Regions from separate parts of the Ovis aries genome. Here region 1 is linked to region 2. A link is a contact called in public Hi-C data. All regions are on one chromosome and are shown on one strand. The core of a region is the stretch at or near the end of the contact, and the rest is flanking DNA. Distances in the headings are between cores, read along the strand shown.

The links. A called contact is a pair of places that touch in the nucleus more often than the background predicts.
Region 1: a contact with region 2 is called in a Hi-C map of liver, with 2.3 times the contacts expected there. The contact joins the promoter of PSMC4 here to the promoter of LOC101116852 in region 2. A contact is called at or near these places in 3 of 16 Hi-C or Micro-C datasets (blood, liver and skin fibroblasts).

The regions. Positions count from the first base shown.
Region 1 is chr14:48,897,768-48,903,822 of ARS-UI_Ramb_v3.0, reverse strand. It overlaps PSMC4 (proteasome 26S subunit, ATPase 4), which reads right to left and starts at 2,686. Exons shown (of 10, transcript XM_060398095.1): 1 at 2,613-2,686; 2 at 1,614-1,712; 3 at 785-971. The coding sequence starts at 2,648. It overlaps LOC132657692 (a long non-coding RNA gene), which reads left to right. Exons shown (of 3, transcript XR_009596209.1): 1 at 1-1,032.
Region 2 is chr14:48,564,092-48,569,703 of ARS-UI_Ramb_v3.0, reverse strand. It overlaps LOC101116852 (EP300-interacting inhibitor of differentiation 2), which reads left to right and starts at 1,778. Exons shown (of 1, transcript XM_012190402.5): 1 at 1,778-5,559. The coding sequence starts at 1,870. The coding sequence ends at 2,523.

The DNA of each region.
Region 1 (6,055 bases), core at 1,437-3,936, 330 kb before region 2:
AAAGTTGGACTATAAGAAAGCTGAGCGCCGAAGAATTGAAGCTTTAGAACTGTGGCGTTGGAGAAGACTCTTGAGAGTCCCTTAGACTGCAAGGATATCCAACCAGTCCATCCTAAAGGAGATCAGTCCTGGGTGTTCATTCGAAGGACTGATGTTGAAGCTGCAACTCCAATACTTTGGCCACCTGATGCGAAGAGCTGACTCATTTGAAAAGACCCTGATGCTGGGAAAGATTGAGGGCAGGAGGAGAAGGGGATGACAGAGGATGAGATGGTTGGACGGCATCACTGACTCAGTGGACATGAGTTTGGGTAGACTCCAGGAGTTAGTGATAGACAGGGAGGCCTGGCGTGCTGCAGTTCATGGGGTCCCAAAGAGTCGGACATGACTGAGTGACTGAACTGAACTGAACTCAACTCAGTAGTAGTTGTGAAATCATTTTAGATAGTCATGACCAGAATGCTGTTTAAAACAAAACAGACTGGAACAGAATGGAAAACTAATTAGAGTATCACACCACAATGAAGCTAAGTATCCTTTGATCAAACTTTTACTGTATAAGTTATATATATATACTTATAGAGGAGAAAGGGAGAGAATGTAAAATATGTAAAATATAGTTCTACTTTTTCATCAGACTGAAAATGCTCTGAAAAACACTATTACACCATCTTCCCTTGTTTGCCTTTGTAAGTTCCTGGCACATGGCAGGAAATAGTTAACAGCTGTTGAATGGACAGATGGGTAAACAACACCCCCTCTCACCCCCACCCCCGCCACGCACCTGTGGTAGAGCCCACGATGGCTGTATTCTGATCCACAGCCTCCAGAAACTGCCCGATAACCAATGGGATGCTCTGGATTCGTTTCACCTCCTCCTGGGCATGGAGGAACTCCTTCTTCAGGTTCTTTTGCTCATCCTTGATATACTCCTCCTGCACCTCCAGGAACTCCAGCTCTTGCTGCAGCTTCTGTGAGCAGACAGTGGAGAAGCAGGGATGGTTCCAGGCCTTGCTGAGCCAAGGAATGAAGGTAGGGGAAGTATGGGATGCTGGGCCCTGTGCAGGGTCCAGACTGGTTTTGTTAATTTTTTTTTTTATTGGCATATAGTTGATTTACAATGTTGTGTTAGTTTCAGGTATACACCAAAGTGAATCAGTTATACATATACTCACTCTTTTTTCTTAGTTTCTTTTCCCATTTAGGCCATTACAGAGTATAGAGTAGAGTTCCCTGTACTATACAACAGGTTCTTATTCCCTGGTAAAGATCCCCTGGAAAAGGAAATGGTAACCTTCTCCAGTATTCTTTTTTATTTTTTAATTGAAGGATAATTGCTTTACATAATTTTGTTGTTTTCTGCCAAATATCAAAATGAATCAGCCATAAGTACACATATGTCCCCTCCCTCTTGAACCTCCCTCCCATCTCCCTCCCCATATCACCCCTTTAGGTTATTACTGAGCCCTTGTTTTGTACTCCAGTATTCTTGCCTGGGAAATCCCATGGACACAGGAATCTGGTGGGCTCCAGTCCATGGGGTCACAGTCAGACAGGACTTAGTGACTAAATAACAACAACGCTGATATTTTGCGGACTGGCTTTGAATGTACCTTGTAGCGGCTGTAGAGGTCCTCCAGGTCCTCTGGCTCAGGCCCCAGGAAGGACAGGCCAGTCTGGGGCCGTGACACAGACAGGGCCGGGATCTCATCCTAGACCATGGAAGGAAACTCAGGTTGGAAGGTCCCCTTATGAAAGAATCTAAAGCCCCCCTCCCCACTTCACCATGAAGTCACTTGGCCCCTAATAGGTTCCTGACATTCAGCACCCTAAATAGATCCTGGGAACTTCTCAGCCCCCTAAAGACGTTCCTGAAGTCACCCAGCTCCTAACAAACTCCTTGGTCACAAAGCCTTCCAAACAGATCTGGTATCAGATGCCACTTGTAACATGTCCTCAATGTCCTAACTCCCGTCTAGGGCCTAAATGTCTGATCAACTCCTTACCAGACCCCAATGCCCTCCAGCCCCCCTCAACAGGTTTGAAATACTACAGGGATGCCTCAATTGATGGTGAAAGTCACCATGCCTTCATACAGTCCTGGTATTACTCAGTTACCCCCCAAATATCCCTCATGAACTCCAACTCACATTAGGCCCTTATGTCACCCAGCTCCCAGGCAGGCCCCCAAAATCACTCGGCCAGATTACAGATATTACTTGGCGCTCCAACACCAACTAAGCCCCAAATATCAGTCAGCTCTCCAGCTCAACCTCATATATCATTCGGCCCCATGGCCGAATCCCATACATCACTCACCACCCGACCCACCCCTAATGCCACTGGGCCTAGCTATGTCACAGCATTCCACCTAAACCTCGAAATCATTCAGCCCCAAAGAACCTCTAGCGTCACCGTTTCCCCAGCCCCGCTTCCCAAGCCCTAATACCATCACTCAGCCACCCAGACACCCAGCCCAGGCCTCGGATCGGCACGAAGCTCTCCACTGAGGCCTCCGAAATCACTCAGACCTACGCTTGGATCCCCAAAGTCACTCAGAATCCCAACCAGGTCGGCTTCGCCCTCTCCCCAAGACCCAAGCCCCACCGGACCTGAGCTTTCTCCACCAGGATACCTATCTCCTCCATAGTGACCAAGCCGGCCTCTGTGTGGCCCGGCCTAATCCAGTCACCGCTTCCGCTGACGCCACCGGAAAGCAAGGCCTGGATGGGTTCTGGGAAGCGTAGTTTAAGACACGGCTGAGAGAAGGTTGAATGGGCGCGGTAGGTAAAGTGCAGGGCGGCTTCGTCCTGAGCTCCGCCCCCAAGACTTGCTCCTGCGCACTTTGTACCTCGCGGGCGCGCGGGCGCGCGGGCGGGCCCGGGGAGGTGCGCGTCGGCAATAGCGCGCGGGGCCGCGGTCTCGCGCGGCTTTTTCTGGCGCTGGTTTTCGTGACAGCAGGTGGCGCTGCCCGCATTGGTTTTCAAACTGAGTAATTTCTCAGATATCTGTCAGATCTGGCCAAGTGCTCTTCTTTCTTGTTTAGAGGCTTGGGCAGGGTTCCGCAGAGGCGGGGGGTGGGGGGTGGGGGTGGGATGTCTTTAACGGGGTTTCTACGTGGGCTGCAGCCGAGGATTGCCCTCCGCGCGGAGCCAGGAAGACCAAGGCTACTCGTAAAGGGTGACACCCTTTACCCGGCTCCAGACCGGGGGTGAGGAGCTCCAAGCCCGCCATTACCGGTAGCCGGGAATCGAGTAGAACCCGCGCATTACGGATGGAGAAAGTGAGGCAGCGGTGCCAGGAGCTGGGTCATGCAGGCCCTGTTGCTTAAGTTTAACGTGCTCAACCCATTGAATCTTGACAGACATTATGTTCCCTCTTTCACTCTGATTGAAACTAGAGCGCGGGGGCCCAAAGCCTGTGCTTCCGGCCGCGGGAAAACACTGCCGCTTATCACACCAGCTACAGTTTTGTTAAGTAAACTTCGTATTCAAGTACAGAGACATACGTATCATTAAAAGTGAAGTCGCTTAGTCGTGTCCAACTCTTTGCGACCCTATGGACTGTAGCCTACCAGGCTCCTCTGTCCATGGGATTTTCCAGGCAAGAGTACTGGAGTGGGTTGCCATTTCCTTCTCCAGATACATATCCTTAGTGTACCGTTCAACAGATTTGCACAAAGCGAACACACCGATGGCTTTCAGGTGGCACTAGTGGTAAAGAATCTGCCTGCCAGTGCCGGATATGCAAGAGACACGGGTTCGAACCCTGGGGTTGGGGAAGATGCCCTTGAGAAGGAAATGACAACCTACTCCAGTAGTCTTGGGCTTCCCTGGTATCTCAGCTGGTAAAGAATCCACCTGCAATGCAGGAGACCCGGATTCGATCCCTGGGTCAGGAAGATCCCCTGGAGAAGGAAATGACAACCCACTCCAATATTCTTACCTGGAGAATCCCAAGGACAGAGGAGCCTGGTGAGCTCTGGTCCATAAGGTCACACAGAGTTGGATATGACTGAAGTGACTTAGCAGCAGCAGCAGTAGCATACATGGGAGAACCCAGAAAAACTGAGTAATCCCTTAAATATCTTAATTATCTCGCCTCTTCTACCTGTATCATTTCTAGATTTCTGTCTTCGAACTGTCTTCCAATGTGTTCTAATGGTTCTTCATCTCATCTATTGAGTCCTTCAGGTCCAGTTCTGTTTGGTTATTATTATTATTTTGAGTTTCAATTTCCTTGGTAAAGTATTCTTTCTGTTCATTATTTTTATTCCTAAGTTTACCAAACTGCTTTTCTGAGTTTTCTTGCAGCTCACTGAGTTTCTTCATGACAAGTATTTTGAATTCTCTATTAATTAGATAGCAATATTCTGTGAATTCCAGTTGAGCTATTTCAAATCTGAAAGATGATGCTGTGAAAGTGCTGCACTCAATATGCCAGCAAATTTGGAAAACTCGGCAGTGGCCACAGGACTGGAAAAGGTCAGTTTTCATTCCAATCCCAAAGGAAGGCAATGCCAAAGAATGCTCAAACTACTGCACAACTGCACTCATCTCACATGCTAGTGAAGTAATGCTCAAGATTCTCCAAGCCAGGCTTCAGCAATACGTGAACCGTGAACTTCCTGATGTTCAAGCTGGTTTTAGAAAAGGCAGAGGAACCAGAGATCAAATTGCCAACATCCGCTGGATCATGGAAAAAGCAAGAGAGTTCCAGAAAAACATCTATTTCTGCTTGATTGACTATGCCAAAGCCTTTGACTGTGTGGATCACAATAAGCTGTGGAAAATTCTTCAAGAGATGGGAATACCAGACCACCCGACCTGCCTCTTGAGAAACCTATATGCAGGTCAGGAAGCAACAGTTAGAACTGGACATGGAACAACAGACTGGTTCCAAATAGGAAAAGGAGTACGTCAAGGCTGTATATTGTCACCCTGCTTATTTAACTTCTATGCAGAGTACATCATGAGAAATGCTGGGCTGGAGGAAGCACAAGCTGGAATCAACATTGCAGGGAGAAATATCAATAACCTCAGATATGCAGATGACACCACCCTTATGGCAGAAAGTGAAGAGGAACTAAAAAGCCTCTTGATGAAAGTGAAAGAGGAGAGTGAAAAAGTTGGCTTAAAGCTCAGCATTCAGAAAATGAAGATCATGACATCTGGTCTCATCACTTCATGGGAAGTAGATGGGGGAAACAGTGGAAACAGCGTCAGACTTTATTTTTTTGGGCTCCAAAATCACTGCAGATGGTGACTGCAGCCATGAAATTAAAAGACGCTTGCTCCTTGGAAGAAAAGTTATGACCAACCTAGATAGCATATTCAAAAGCAGAGACATTACTTTGCCAACAAAGGTCCGCTTAGTCAAGGCTATGGTTTTTCCAGTGGTCATGTATGGATGTGAGAGTTGGACTGTGAAGAAAGCTGAGCGCCGAAGAATTGCTGCTTTTGAACTGTGGTGTTGGAGAAGACTCTTGAGAGTCCCTTGGACTGCAAGGAGATCCAACCAGTCCTTTCTAAAGGAGATCAGCCCTGGATGTTCTTTGGAGGGAATGATGCTGAAGCTGAAACTCCAGTACTTTGGCCACCTGATGCGAAGAGTTGACTCATTGGAAAAGACGCTGATGCTGGGAGGGATTGAGGGCAGGAGGAGAAGAGGGCATCAGAGGATAAGATGGCTGGTTGTCATCACTGAATCAATGGACATGAACTTGGGCAATTTTTGGGAAATGGTGATTAACAGGGAGGCCTGGCCTGCAGTCCATGGGGTCACAAAGAGTCAGATGCAACTGGGCAACTGAACAACAACTTGTGTCTACCAGTAGGTGGTGCAATAGCACAAGCTTTGGAGTTCTCTTGCGCGCTACCTCTGGTTATGAAAGTGAAAGTATTAGTCACTTAGTCCTGTCTCTTTGCGACCCCATGGACCCCATGGACTGTAGCCCACCAGGCTCCTCTGTCCATGAAATTCTCCAGGCAGGAATACTGGAGTGGGTAGCTGTTCCCTTGATTGAACCCGAGTCTCCTGCACTGCAGGCAGATTC
Region 2 (5,612 bases), core at 529-3,028:
ATCTCAAACGTTTGCTTTCATCTCCCCCACATGAGCATTTTTGTTCAACACACCATAACTGGGGGAGAGTTGTTTTAGGTTTTGGGGGACTGCAGCACACACCTATGAGAGATCAGAGTCCTAACCACTGAACTGCCAAGGAATTCCCAATACAGCATGCTTTTATTTATTTGTTTGTCTGTCCTAGGTCTTTGCTGCTGTGCACAGGCTCTCTGTAGTTGCAGCGATCGGGTCACTCTTCATTGTAGTGCACAGGCTTCTCATTGCAGTGGCTTCTCTTGCTGAGGAGCACAGGCTTTAGGCTCACGGGCTTCAGTAGTTGTAGCTCTCAGGTTTAATTGCTCTGTGGCATGAGGAATCTTCCAGGACCAGGGATCGCACCCGTGTCCTCTGCATTGACAGGCGGATTCTTATCCGCTGTACTACCAGGGAAGACCCAAGTAAACCATGATTTTGTTTAGAGCTATTGCTATCCCATCTAAATCTGGAAATCCTTTTATTAAATATTTGTGATTTTCCAGGCAGCCTGAGGGTGGCAGCAATGGACCTTAGGTCTCCGAACTAGCCTGGGCACCTTAAAGGAGCCACACACACTTAAGAGACTGCAGAGATGCTGGGGGGAAGTTGTGTTTGAAGCAACACAGGCTGGATGTTGTGTTTTTATCAATGTAGGGCTTAGGAAAATAAAAATTCAACTTTATGATCTGCAGATGAGACCTAGTGCCTCAAATTAACTGCTCCTGACAGGGCAGAAAACAGTGAGTCACTGTTTCTGTTGTCGTGATGCCCCTGAATCACGACAGGGGTTATTGTGAGCAACATTAAAGGGGGAATTTCTTCATAAGGTATTTCTCATGTTAATTAGAATAAAGAAAAATAACTGGAGAGTCAGTACTTAAGATGCATGTTGCAATATTATGAGACATAAAAATAATGGTAATGAATGTGTAACTATGGAAAAAATTATCTATTTATAATTACAATGAAAAACATAGGTGATACGTAAAAATAAGGTTTGAACGAAACCAGACACAAGAGTATATAAACTTCAAAAAAAAAAAAAAACAAGCAAAATTAAGGGATACACCCTTAGGTAGTCAAACAGAAAGAAAAGCAAGAAAATGATTACCATCACCACTTCTATACCATCAGTATAGTAGTTACCCCCGGGTAGAAAGTGATAGAAGGGAGGAAGGATTCTGGGATACTAGAAATAATTCCTTGACCCGAGTGGTGGTCATAGGTACGTTCACTTTGCAATAAGTCATTCTGTTGTATATTTATATTTTGTATATTTTTTTCTGCATGGTATGTTGTACAAAAAGAAGGTTTAGAGGACTTTCCTGGTGGCGCACACCTTCATGGATCACAGTCTTGTGGTGAAAAGACTTGCCGAACTCAATGAAGCTATGAGCCATGTCGTGCAGGGCCACCCAAGACAGGTCATAGCGAAGAGTTCTGACAAAAGGTGGTCCACTGGAGGAGGGAATGGCAAACCACTTCAGTATTCTTGCCTGAAAAATTCCATGGACAGAGGAGCCTGGCGGGCTACAGTCCATAGGGTCTCAAAGAAGACTGAAGAGACTTACACTGCCCTCAGACGTTCTGGGAAGATTTCAGGTGTGTTGGCTCTTCCAGCCGCTAGGTGGCGCCTGGAAGATTGCAGTCGGGCGGGCAGGACGCATGCGCAGTACTCAATTTCAGCAGCACACCCTACGCTCGCGCACGTGGGTTTGCACACACAGCGTGGATCAGTGTGCAGAGCGCTCATGAACGCGCAGTTACGTGCACTTACGTGCACATCGCTAACCGCGCTGTGCCGTTATCCCAGTATTTGTGCGAGCGGCTGAGCTGACCCCGCGATCCGGGATGTCCGAGCTGCCCGCGGACAAAGGTGTCCCACCGGCGGGCGCAGCAAATGACAACGGCGACGTCCGGCAGGGGGAGGTAGGCGGCAGGAGGCGGGAGCCGGCCCCCGCGCAGCCTGTGGAGGCCAGGGACCGTCCGATGGCGGCGGCCGGAGAAGGTCCGATGGCTTCACCCGTGGAAGGTCCAGTGCCGGAGGCCAGGGAAGGTCCGATGGCGGCGTCCAGAGAAGGCCTGGGGGCAGCGGCCAGGGAAGCCCGGATGGCAGAGGTCGCCCGATTGTTGGTGGAGCCAGCGGAGGAAGAGGGTCCCGAGGGCAGACCCTGGTCCAGGAACGGCCCGGGCCTGGCTGCGTTACCATATCTCCGCCTCCGTCACCCACTTGGCGTTTTAGGAATTAATTACCAGCAGTTCCTCCGCCACTATCTGGAACACTACCCGATTGCTCCTGGCCGAATTCAGGAGCTTGAAGGACGGCGCAGGAGATTTGTGGAAGCCTGCAGAGCCAGGGAAGCGGCGTTTGACGCAGAATATCAGCGGAATCCTCAGAGGATGGATTTTGATATTTTAACATTTAGTATAACTCTGACTGCATCTGAAATTATCAATCCTCTGATAGAAGAACTTGGTTGTGATAAGTTTATCAGTAGAGAATAGTTTAATGATGCAACTACTTTCAGAAGAACTCTGCCTTCAAGACAGTGTTGTATACCACTCCTGCAACTTGAATTTACAAAGTACGTGAGAATAAGGCAAAGCACAGCTGGGGGAAAAAAGGTAGCTTATCGAGAAAAACTCAGAAGAAATGAAAAAAAGATCAAAACCTTATGACTCTTTTGACGTCCTTTGAGTTTGTGATTGATCCAGATTCTTTTCCCTGCATTGTGGAAATGTCTTTTCAAATTGCTTCACTGAAGAGAAGAATGGTTTTCTAAAATTGAGGCTTGATGAAGAAAAACTGCCAAGAGAGCCCATGGTGAGGAAAGAAATCATCAAATAGCAGTGATAGGAATAGGAATTCCTGTAGGACTGGAAGGCCATGGAGAGAACCGGAAATTGTCAGTTCTGATAATTCCTCTTGAGTTTTCTTCACGTCGGTTTCAACAGAAGTTATTAGTGTAAGATTAGTTTTGTGTTTTATGAGGCATTTCAAAGGACAAGCAAAGTCAATGCTGTATATATTATACGATAAATTGTGTATTCAAGAATATCTGAAATTTCTGGATTTTTTTGCTTTTTTAATACCTTTTTGGTAAATATTTGTAAGCCCCCCAGATATAAACTGCACAATGAAAAGTCTTCTATCTCTGTCCCCTCTCCATCCAGTGCTTAGTACAATTCCCATCTATAACCACAGTACTTCTGTCTTTCCAGTTTCCCTATATATACACAAGTAAATGCAAAGCTGGGTGGTTTTTTTGGTTTTGCTTTCTTCATTACAGAAGTTGGCAAATTATATTTATTGATTTATGCATTGCATTTTCAGTAAGAACATAAGGATCATTCCAAACCACTATAGTTCCTCATTCTTTTTTAGAGGTGTATTTCATTCCATTCTGTGGTTATGTTGTAATTTATATAACCAGGAACATACTGATGGGTATTTAGGTTTTTTTCTATTGGCCAAAAAATAAAAAGCAATAATAGTTAATCTTGTCTGCATATCTCATAGCATGGGCACAAATACAGTATTACTGATTCTAAATGCAGTTTTCATATATGGACATCTCTGAAATTGAGGTCTATCTTACATTTGATGGTGAATACAGCATTTTCATAAAAATGATAGCACATCTTAGATTCTTTATTACATAGAATATCTGTAGTACGTGTGTGCATGCTAAGTTGCTTCAATCATGTCCAACTCTGTGCGACCCTATGGACTGTAGCCTGCCAGGCTCCTCTGTCCATGGGATTTTCCAGGCAAGAATACCAGAGTGGGTTGCCATGCCCTCCTCCAGATCTTCCCGACCCAGGGATTGAACCTGCTTCGAACCTGCATCTCTTACATCTCCTGCATTGGCAGTCTGGTTCTTCACCATTAGCGCCACCTGGGAAGCTCTCTGTACTACAAGATCGCTGTAGTTTGTAGGATTTCCAGAAGTGAGAATTTTGAGCTGAATGCACCCATTTGAAAGTTTACAGATATTGCTATGTTGCCTTCCATCCTTGTTGTACCCCTTTGCGTGGTCGGCATTTCCCCTATAGCCTCACCAACAGTGTTATCAAATGTCTGAATTTTGCCAATCTAGAAAGTTGAAAAATGGCATAAGAGTTTTAATTTGCTTTTCTCTCATTATGAGTGAAGTTAAATATCTCTTCGTTTGACTCGCATGTATTCCGTTTTCCATGAACTATCTGTTCATCTGTTTTGTATGTGTGTACTTTTATTTATTTGTTTATTTTTGGCTGTGCTGGGTCTTCATTTGCTGGGCAGGCTTTCTCTAGCTGCAGACAGCTGGAGCTACTCTCTGGCTGCAGTGCATGGTCTTCTCATTGTGGTGGCTTCTCTTGTTGAGGAGCTTGGGCCCTAGGGCTTGCGGGCTTCAGTAGCTGTGGCGTGTGGGCTCAGGAGTTGCAGATCCCAGGCTCTGGAGCACAGGCTGAAGAGTTGAGGCACACAGGCTTAGTTGCTCCAAGACCTTTGGGATCTTCCCAGATCAGGGATTGAGCCCGTGTTTCCTGTATTGGCAGGCAGATTCTTTACCACTGAGCCACCAGGGAAGCCCCTGTTCATCTCTTTTCTCTCTTTCTCTCCTGAATCATTTTGTCCTTTCTTGATCGATTGTGGTAACTACTAATGACATAGTGAGATATGATAATAGATTATAATGTGAGTTATGGATATTTTTTCCTCTTTTGTCATTTGTCTTTCATTTTCCTGAAAGCCTTTTGGCATGGAGACTTTTGCTTTTGTTTCCTCTTTTCTTTTAAACCTGCCAGATTTGGGGAATTCCTTACCTGTCCAGCGCTGGGGTGTGGGTTTGATCCCTAGTGGGGAAACAAAGATTCTGCAAGCTTCCAGGCATGGCCATAAAAAAAAGAAAGAAAAACCTGCAAGATTTTGAATCTCAAGGTTTTCTTGGTATGTATGTGTATGGTTTCATTACTCATATTTGAGTCTTTGAACCGTATGGAATTTATCCTGATGCGCACACAGTATGAAGTAACGATCCAATTTTCTTTTTCAGATGGCTACCTGGCTGCCCCAACACCAGTTACTAACTAGCCCAGCTTTTCCCTACTAACTTTGTTTAAAGATGCTTCTTCATCATATACCAAACTGTAGCTTAAATTTTCTGATTAATTTTACATGTAATGGTAATGGTCTTTGTCACTAAGTTCTGTCCCACTCTCTGTGACCCCAGGGATTGCAGCCCACCAGGCTTCTCTGTCCATGAAGTTTCCCAGCCAAGAAGACTGGAGTGGGTTGCCCTTTCCTTCTGCAGGGGATCTTCCCAATCCAAGGATCAAACCCACAGCTCCTGCATCTCCTGCCTTGGCAGGTGGATACTTTGCTGCTGGACCACCAGGGAAGCCCACCTCATTATACCCCATTTTCAGAGTGTTCTGGCTATTTTTGTTTATGTTTATTACTATATCAACCTCAAAGTCAGCTTACCTTATTTCAAACAAAGTTCTTTATTAGAATCACATTACATTTAATAAATCTGGAATAACTGCTATTTCTAACATATCCAAATGATTCGTTTTTCCATTTTTTAAAAATTGAACTTTATTTACTT